Regions from separate parts of the Danio rerio genome. Here region 1 is linked to region 2. The links are chromatin contacts, called in public Micro-C maps. All regions are on one chromosome and are shown on one strand. The core of a region is the stretch at or near the end of the contact, and the rest is flanking DNA. Distances in the headings are between cores, read along the strand shown. Region 1 overlaps eva1ab (eva-1 homolog A, regulator of programmed cell death b). Region 2 has its middle 18 kb from the start of eva1ab.

Evidence for each region. Hi-C and Micro-C count contacts between places; a contact is called where the count stands out from the background.
Region 1: a Micro-C map of caudal fin shows a contact between it and region 2, with 3 times the contacts expected there. The contact joins two enhancer-like sites. A contact is called at or near these places in 9 of 18 Hi-C or Micro-C datasets (caudal fin, embryo, fibroblasts and 2 more) and 1 of 4 datasets of contacts at active chromatin or transcription factors (caudal fin).

Annotation. Positions count from the first base shown.
Region 1 is chr17:34,305,547-34,308,836 of GRCz12tu, forward strand. It overlaps eva1ab (eva-1 homolog A, regulator of programmed cell death b), which reads left to right. Exons shown (of 4, transcript NM_001076587.3): 3 at 2,431-2,561. The coding sequence starts at 2,471. The region is part of intron 1 of LOC141378616 (a long non-coding RNA gene); the gene reads right to left. Among named protein-coding and RNA genes, the nearest start is that of xkr5b, 19 kb to the right of the region's middle. Within about 2 kb of position 1,700, at least 2 of the 62 cell types and tissues checked have an H3K27ac peak or open chromatin away from gene starts, as enhancers often do. A contact at or near this core is called in caudal fin, where this site is marked.
Region 2 is chr17:34,256,628-34,260,191 of GRCz12tu, forward strand. No RefSeq gene overlaps it. Among named protein-coding and RNA genes, the nearest start is that of eva1ab, 18 kb to the right of the region's middle. Within about 2 kb of position 1,339, at least 1 of the 62 cell types and tissues checked has an H3K27ac peak or open chromatin away from gene starts, as enhancers often do. A contact at or near this core is called in caudal fin, where this site is marked.

The DNA of each region.
Region 1 (3,290 bases), core at 450-2,949, 49 kb after region 2:
TTGAGACCTACAACACTGTACATTGAGGATATTTATAATAAGTTTCAAATATAGATGTAAATAAAAAAAAGACTTAATGTCAAAAACTCCACAATAAGTTCAGACTTCCTCATCTGATGAGGAGAGACCAGCTTGTCTGAGCATAGCCTTTAGGAGGCGGATCTCATGTCATTGGCCTTGGTTTGCTGCAGTTTGGATAGAGTCAGTTGTTTCTCTGCCAGACGAAGCTGTGCTTCTGCCCTTTCAGTCTCTCTTTTTGCAATTGTTGAAAGAGATTACAAAAATCAGTGATTGCCATTCTTTGCATTTTTTTATTTATTCTGTGTTCATTGCATGCATCACTAATAAATATTCTAAAAAGAAAAATATTTTCCACTGTGATGAATATATATATATATATATATATATATATATATATATATATATATATATATATATATATATATATATATATATATATATATATATATATATATATATATATATCAATTAGTGAAAGAATAAAATTTATTCTTTTTGGTCAGTTTTGACAGCTGTTTGGGGGATTATTTTATGAGGCCAAACTCTATTTTGCTGTAGGCCTATACTAAAAGGCTGAATACGTTAAAGCCTATACTCACTATAGCCTGAAGGATGAACAAATAAAATGAAAACCTTATGAATAAATAGTATATCTCACAAGATACTGTATGATCCAAAAATAATAATACTTAATACATTTTTTAAGTTTTCATTACATTTTGGGCATGAAATCCATGCTAAATCCATCCTTCTGATGGGATCAGTTTAATCCAGGTTTTTTGGATCAAAGTGATCAAGATCCTACAAAAAAAGGTCTGAAAAACCCAAACTAAAGGTTTGATCCGGATCAAAACCAAGATTGGATTACGTGATCTAATCCGTTTTTTCTTTTGAAAAACCCATTTTCAAGATTGAATCCCTTATCCAAAATCCTAGTGGATTACTTTTGAAAAACCGGGCCCAGGTGACACATTGAGGTATTATGAAGGAAAACGATTGGTCCATGTAAGAAATTGAGCATTATTAACAATATTATTAGCTTCAACAATCAAACAGTTCTTGGCACATGTGTGACTGTAGTTTGTTTGTAGTCCAGTCTCTTTTTACGACCTTTTTGAGTGAACTATCCCTTTAGATTACAATATTCTTAAAAAATCATTACTAAGCAACACATAACATAGCACTTTGTAAAAGGTTATGAGACTGTCGTGAACTGAGGCTTTACACAGTGTTTAACTAACTGCATCTGAAAATATTGTTTAAACATCCAAATTATGGTGCAGAGCCTGGGAGAGTTTCATAATTACAACACTGTAATGAGTGAGAATGAAGATTCCCAATAGACGAAACAGACTAAGCAGTTCAATTAGCCAAGGAAAGCTGAAAAACAGGTATTTTCTATACTATATGAAATAGCACTCTATAAACATGGGCGTTAAAGTCTCAAGAGGTTAGATTCAATATTGTACAAACCATTTTATAGAAATATATAACCAGTTTTAGCAGTTTTTAGATATTTTAAATGAAAGAGATCTTAGTGATTTTGCATTTAAATGGATTTAATGCACAAATTCCAGCCAATCAGACTCAAGAATTCACAGACCATGGTATAAACTGAAAGAGCAGCTTGTCTAGCGCTAAGTGAGAGAGAGACTGAGACTCTACATTCCATTACACCCACGTGAACAGCTATCTACCTTCAGACTACTACTGAAAAACACTTCACTAACCCAACCATCCTGCATTCAGACTAATACTGAGAAACAATTCATGAACTCAACCATCCAGACACACACGCTCGGGGCTGTTTGTGTTCAACCATGTTTGTTTTGTTACATTTCCTTTTCTTCTTCTTGGGATGAAAGAGAAAATCCAGCCGATATGTCCTGGCAATTTGGCAATAATTTACAGGGTAAAATTTCCCGGTTGCCTAGAAGTGGTTTTATGAGGGGGAGACAGAATGAGCGGATGACAGGGGGAGAATGGCATTCTATAAATAATTCTCTCTTTATGACAGGTTATAATTTCTATTATGATCGTCTCGACTGCAGTCGTCAATCAGCTTGTCAGTAAATAATAATGTACACGTTGGATCAGAAAGTCTTTTTGTGTCTGCCTCGTGTGACAGTTTGATGAGGAGAAATTATTCTTTAGGTTGTTGCAACGTCTGTGGTTGTACAGTGAGATGTAGCATTATTCTGCTGTTCGGAAAATTTCCAGCCAGTCTGTAAAAATAGTTTTCTCTGCGCATGAGGTTCTGCTGCAGCCAAAATGTAGGGAGAAATCCCAATATAATTACACTCTTTAAAACAACATCATTATAAGCTATGGTTCAGTGCTTCCCTTTCTAGAGATTTTGAAAAATGAAGGTGGCTTCAGACTGGTTTTAACTTGCGGTCTCTCTTTCAGTACCACACAATAAGTGATCCATAGAGTGTCCGTGGATGAAATGGTTACAGCTTTCCTCAATGAAAGGCAGGCCACTACTGAGGAGATGGCTTTAGTAAGCAATGCACTGGCTGCTTACTCCTTCATAGCAGGTAAAAACTCTTTTTTTATTTGCTTTTTTTCCCCCAACTTAAGCACATTTATCAATTTTTAATAGTTGAGTTGAATGTTTTAAAATACTTAGCAGCAAAACATGGTGCTGAACATCTATTTGTGTTAATCGCTCAGCGCTTTTGTCTGGTCGCTGTGAGTTGAATGTCCAGCAAGCACAGTGCTCATAAATGTCACTTTTTACTCAAACGTTCAAATCACGGAGGAGAGGGGCAGGGCAAATACCACAACGCATGTCAAAACATCCTTGTTGCAAGTTGTACGATATGAGGAGTAATCACATCAATGGACAAATAGAGGGAAGACAATAATATTGTTGAAAACCTTCTGTTTCAATATTGTAATTTTAAAATTCTATATCAGTATCAAATCATCAGTTGCTTTAAAATGTTACTTTCTGTGAATATTTGGACATACTACTAATTTTGCATTTTGTACTTACTAAATAGTATAGACTAGGCACGTTCAAATGCAGTGATGAGTTGCTACTGACAGACAGAAGATAATACACAGTAGGCTATACGGTAAATGTAGTACTTTTTGATTTAATTCATAAATAGGCTAATATACTTCTTTGCAGTGGTAATATAATTACTTGTTTAAACTCAACAACCTACTCAAGATAGTATGAAAATTTCATCCAGCAGTGAAAATAATTTTTAAGACCCGTTTTGATGGCCTTTTTTTCAAACTCTCTTTATTTTAATGAC
Region 2 (3,564 bases), core at 89-2,588:
CCCCAATAAACGCAACCAAACCTTACAATATAAATAAACACTGCACCACCCGTTTAAGTTATAGAAGACAAAATAAATAAAAAAAAAAATCATTAGTTACACGTTATTCTAATGTGTCGTTGTTCCATTGTAACTATTCATTTACCAATTGAGTAATATTATTCAAAATATGGGTTCTATTTAGGTTTAGCTACATCTGATTATGTATATTTTGATTGTAATTACTATAGTAAAGTGGAGGGAAAATGTGTATCTACATCACCTTGAAGACAGTGTTACCAAAACTTTATTCTTATTCTTTACTGCTGAACACAGCTGTATTGATAAATATTTTATTTTATTATACACACACACACAGTTAAAATCAGAATTATTAGTCACCTTGAATTATTATTCAAGACTTAGTTTTATTATTTTTTATTATTCATCCGATTTAGTGACGAAGGTGAATGACAGCTCACCCGACCAATGGTAGCACACCTGAAACAGGATAGGACCACAACAAGAGAGAGAAGAGCGCAAAGCAGAAAACAACAAAAAATACTACAAAACATATGTGAAACGTAACAGCCCCCCTGTTAATTATTTCTGTTTAACAGGGAGATTTTTTTCAACACATTTCTAAAAATAATAGTTTTAATAACTCATTTCTAATATCTGATTTATTTTATCTTTGCCATGATGACAGTGAATAATATTTTACTAGATATTTTTCAAGACACTTCTACACAGCTTAAAGTGACATTTAAAGGCTTAACTAGGTTAATTAGGTTAACTAAGCAGATTAGGGTAAATAGGCAGGTTATTGTATAACGATTGTTCTGTAGACTATCGGGAAAAAAATAGCCTAAAGGGGCTAATAAATTTGTCCTTAAAATGGTGTTTGAAAAATTAAAAACGGCTTTTATTCTAGACAAAATAAAACAAATAAGTTTTTCTCCAGACGAACAATATTATCAGACATACTGTGAAGAAGTCCTTGCACTGTTAAACATCATTTGAGAAATCTCTAAAAAAGAGAAATGCTGTAGAAATATTTTTCATTTTTAGTTCATGTTGGTATAATGAAACCTTTTGTAAAGTTCAACTTACTTAAGCTTTTGTTGTTATGTGGTTTCTGAGCAATACTTGTCAATCAAAGCAAAAAATCAGCAACACCCTGGCACTGATTCAGTGATTTTACACAGGCAAAAGAGTTTGCATCCAGAAAATATACAAGTCTGCTTAAATTTTATAGCTCTTTTTATTTCTCAATAGAGACAATTGAGACTCAGTAAATAGGTTTATTGTTTTGTTGTGGCTTGTTTTGCCACTTGTGCATGTTTGAGTTTATGAGAATGACTCATGACATCATTACTCCTAAACCAAACAATGGTATTTTATTGAGCGGATCCTCAGAGACAACTTGCATTTACAGACTGTCTTTCCATCAGACCAGTCAACTATTGCCACTAAGAAATAAGAGCGTAGATGCTCCTTGAATATGGAGTAAAATTTGTGCCAATCTTTTACAAAAAAATCTAGCATTTTGAAGAGAAAAAAACACTATCCACTTTGCAAACAATCACCCGACCCGCAAACAAACAGAAACCACTTAACAAAAACAAAATAAAATATGTAAAATATAAAAAATTTAATATTAAAATTCGTATTGTTTGTAATCATATTTGTAAAACATGATACACTGAAAAAAGTATTCATTGGATTTACTTTTTTTTTTTTTTTTTTTTTTTTTAGGGTAAGTTGTTGCAAGCAAATGATAAGGGCTGAATTTAAACAAACAAATTAAATGTAGTTTTTCAATCTAATTTGATTGTTTAAATTCAGCCCAAATAAATTATTTGCAACAACTTACCTTAAAAGGACCAAAAAGGGCAATGAGGCGGAGCTACAGATGCCTGCTAGCATTTTGCTTTGATGAGTTTTTCTTTGAGAGAAACGCTTAATCCTTCAGTACCTGCGACTCAATACTTTATTACCTCGATACTATATCAATAAAGTGTTTATTGTGTTTGGTCGTTTCAAAACACTGTTGTAATTCCTTGAGCCACTAAACCTTGTTCTTTCTACAGGTGTAAAATAATTAATTCCAAATTCTTCAAATGTAATCTGTATTTATGAAATCCAGGCATAACACTATGACAATGTTAACATTTAATCTGTCAGATTTTGGTGTGTAAAATTCTAAATAAAATCATAAATGATAAATAAGTGATCCTAAATAAAACAAAAACATTCATAGATAAGTATGTAAGAATTTCACTCATATGGGAAATGGAGGCCAAAAGTGAGCCCAATTAAGTGCACAGCATGCCATATTTTCTGATAATTCTAAAAAATAGTCCCACATAAAACAAAACAAAAATACGATGGATTTACCAAGTTCACTGGCTTATCAGCCGGAATCAGCTGAGGTGACGTGACGACCAGCAGCGAGACCTTGCTGTCACTTGAGTGGCCACACCCTCAATTATGCGGACTTAATATAAATGAAATAAATGACTTCTAAAAAATTCACCACCTCACAGTTGTCATCAAGGATAATACAAGCTAAACCATCTTTTGTACCAGGCTGCAAACATGTTTTTATCAGCTGTAAAATTCACTAATTTAGCATAGTAGTCAATGAACATCTGAAGTTTCTAGAGCCAGCCCCCAAAGGCCAGTCGATGAATTGCAATTTCAGTTACTTCCGTATTGGCTTCACGAGAGAGAGCGGGATGTTGCGGCTTGGTTTTTCAGTGTACATTTCTTTAACACCACTGGGTTTTTGCTCAAACTGACAGTTTCTGCAAAGTGCTTTCTGTTTGTTTGCAAGTCAAAGATTCTTTGCAAAGCAGATTGTGTTTTGCAAAAAAAACATAGCAAATTTTGTGCTTGTGAAATTTTGGCACAGATTTCGGTCCATACTTCAAGCATGATTCTCAACATTTGACACAAACCTCTGAACACTTCAGCATTAGGTTTGTTCTGTGTGTTCTGTATAAATGTAGTCGCTGTTTGATGCATGCAGACGTGAAGATGGATGGTGGATCTCACACTTCTAGACTAGTTTATCACTGTGCTGTAAGGTTTGTTTTATTCTGGATCTCTACAATGGTGAGAGATTTCTTCAAATGATTCTACAACTGTCACAATGCCAACCCAAAGTCTCATGAGAAAGTGTATTTTGTGCACTGTATGCAACAGCACTGTGCTTCACTTTAAGGATAATCTTGTTCATGCTGTGCAATATTTACTATTCTATCTCTTGACCCCTGAAGCGAGGCTTTGCGAACTTAATAATAGGATAAAAACTTAGCAGGAGAGCACCGCTGAAGGTGGAATAAAAGAAGGAAAAGAAATGTTATATCAACATTTTAGTACTGTACATACTAGTATAGACAGAATCTTCACTGAAAATCTAGGATTGAATATTTGGGAACACTTCATTTGGATGGTCCATTTGAGTATAAGTAATAGTAGACTGTCTGCTTAATATCTATTGATACTGCACCTTCAACAGACATTTAACTGACTATAAGAAACTTTGCAAGTACATGTCATCTTACACTAACCCTAATC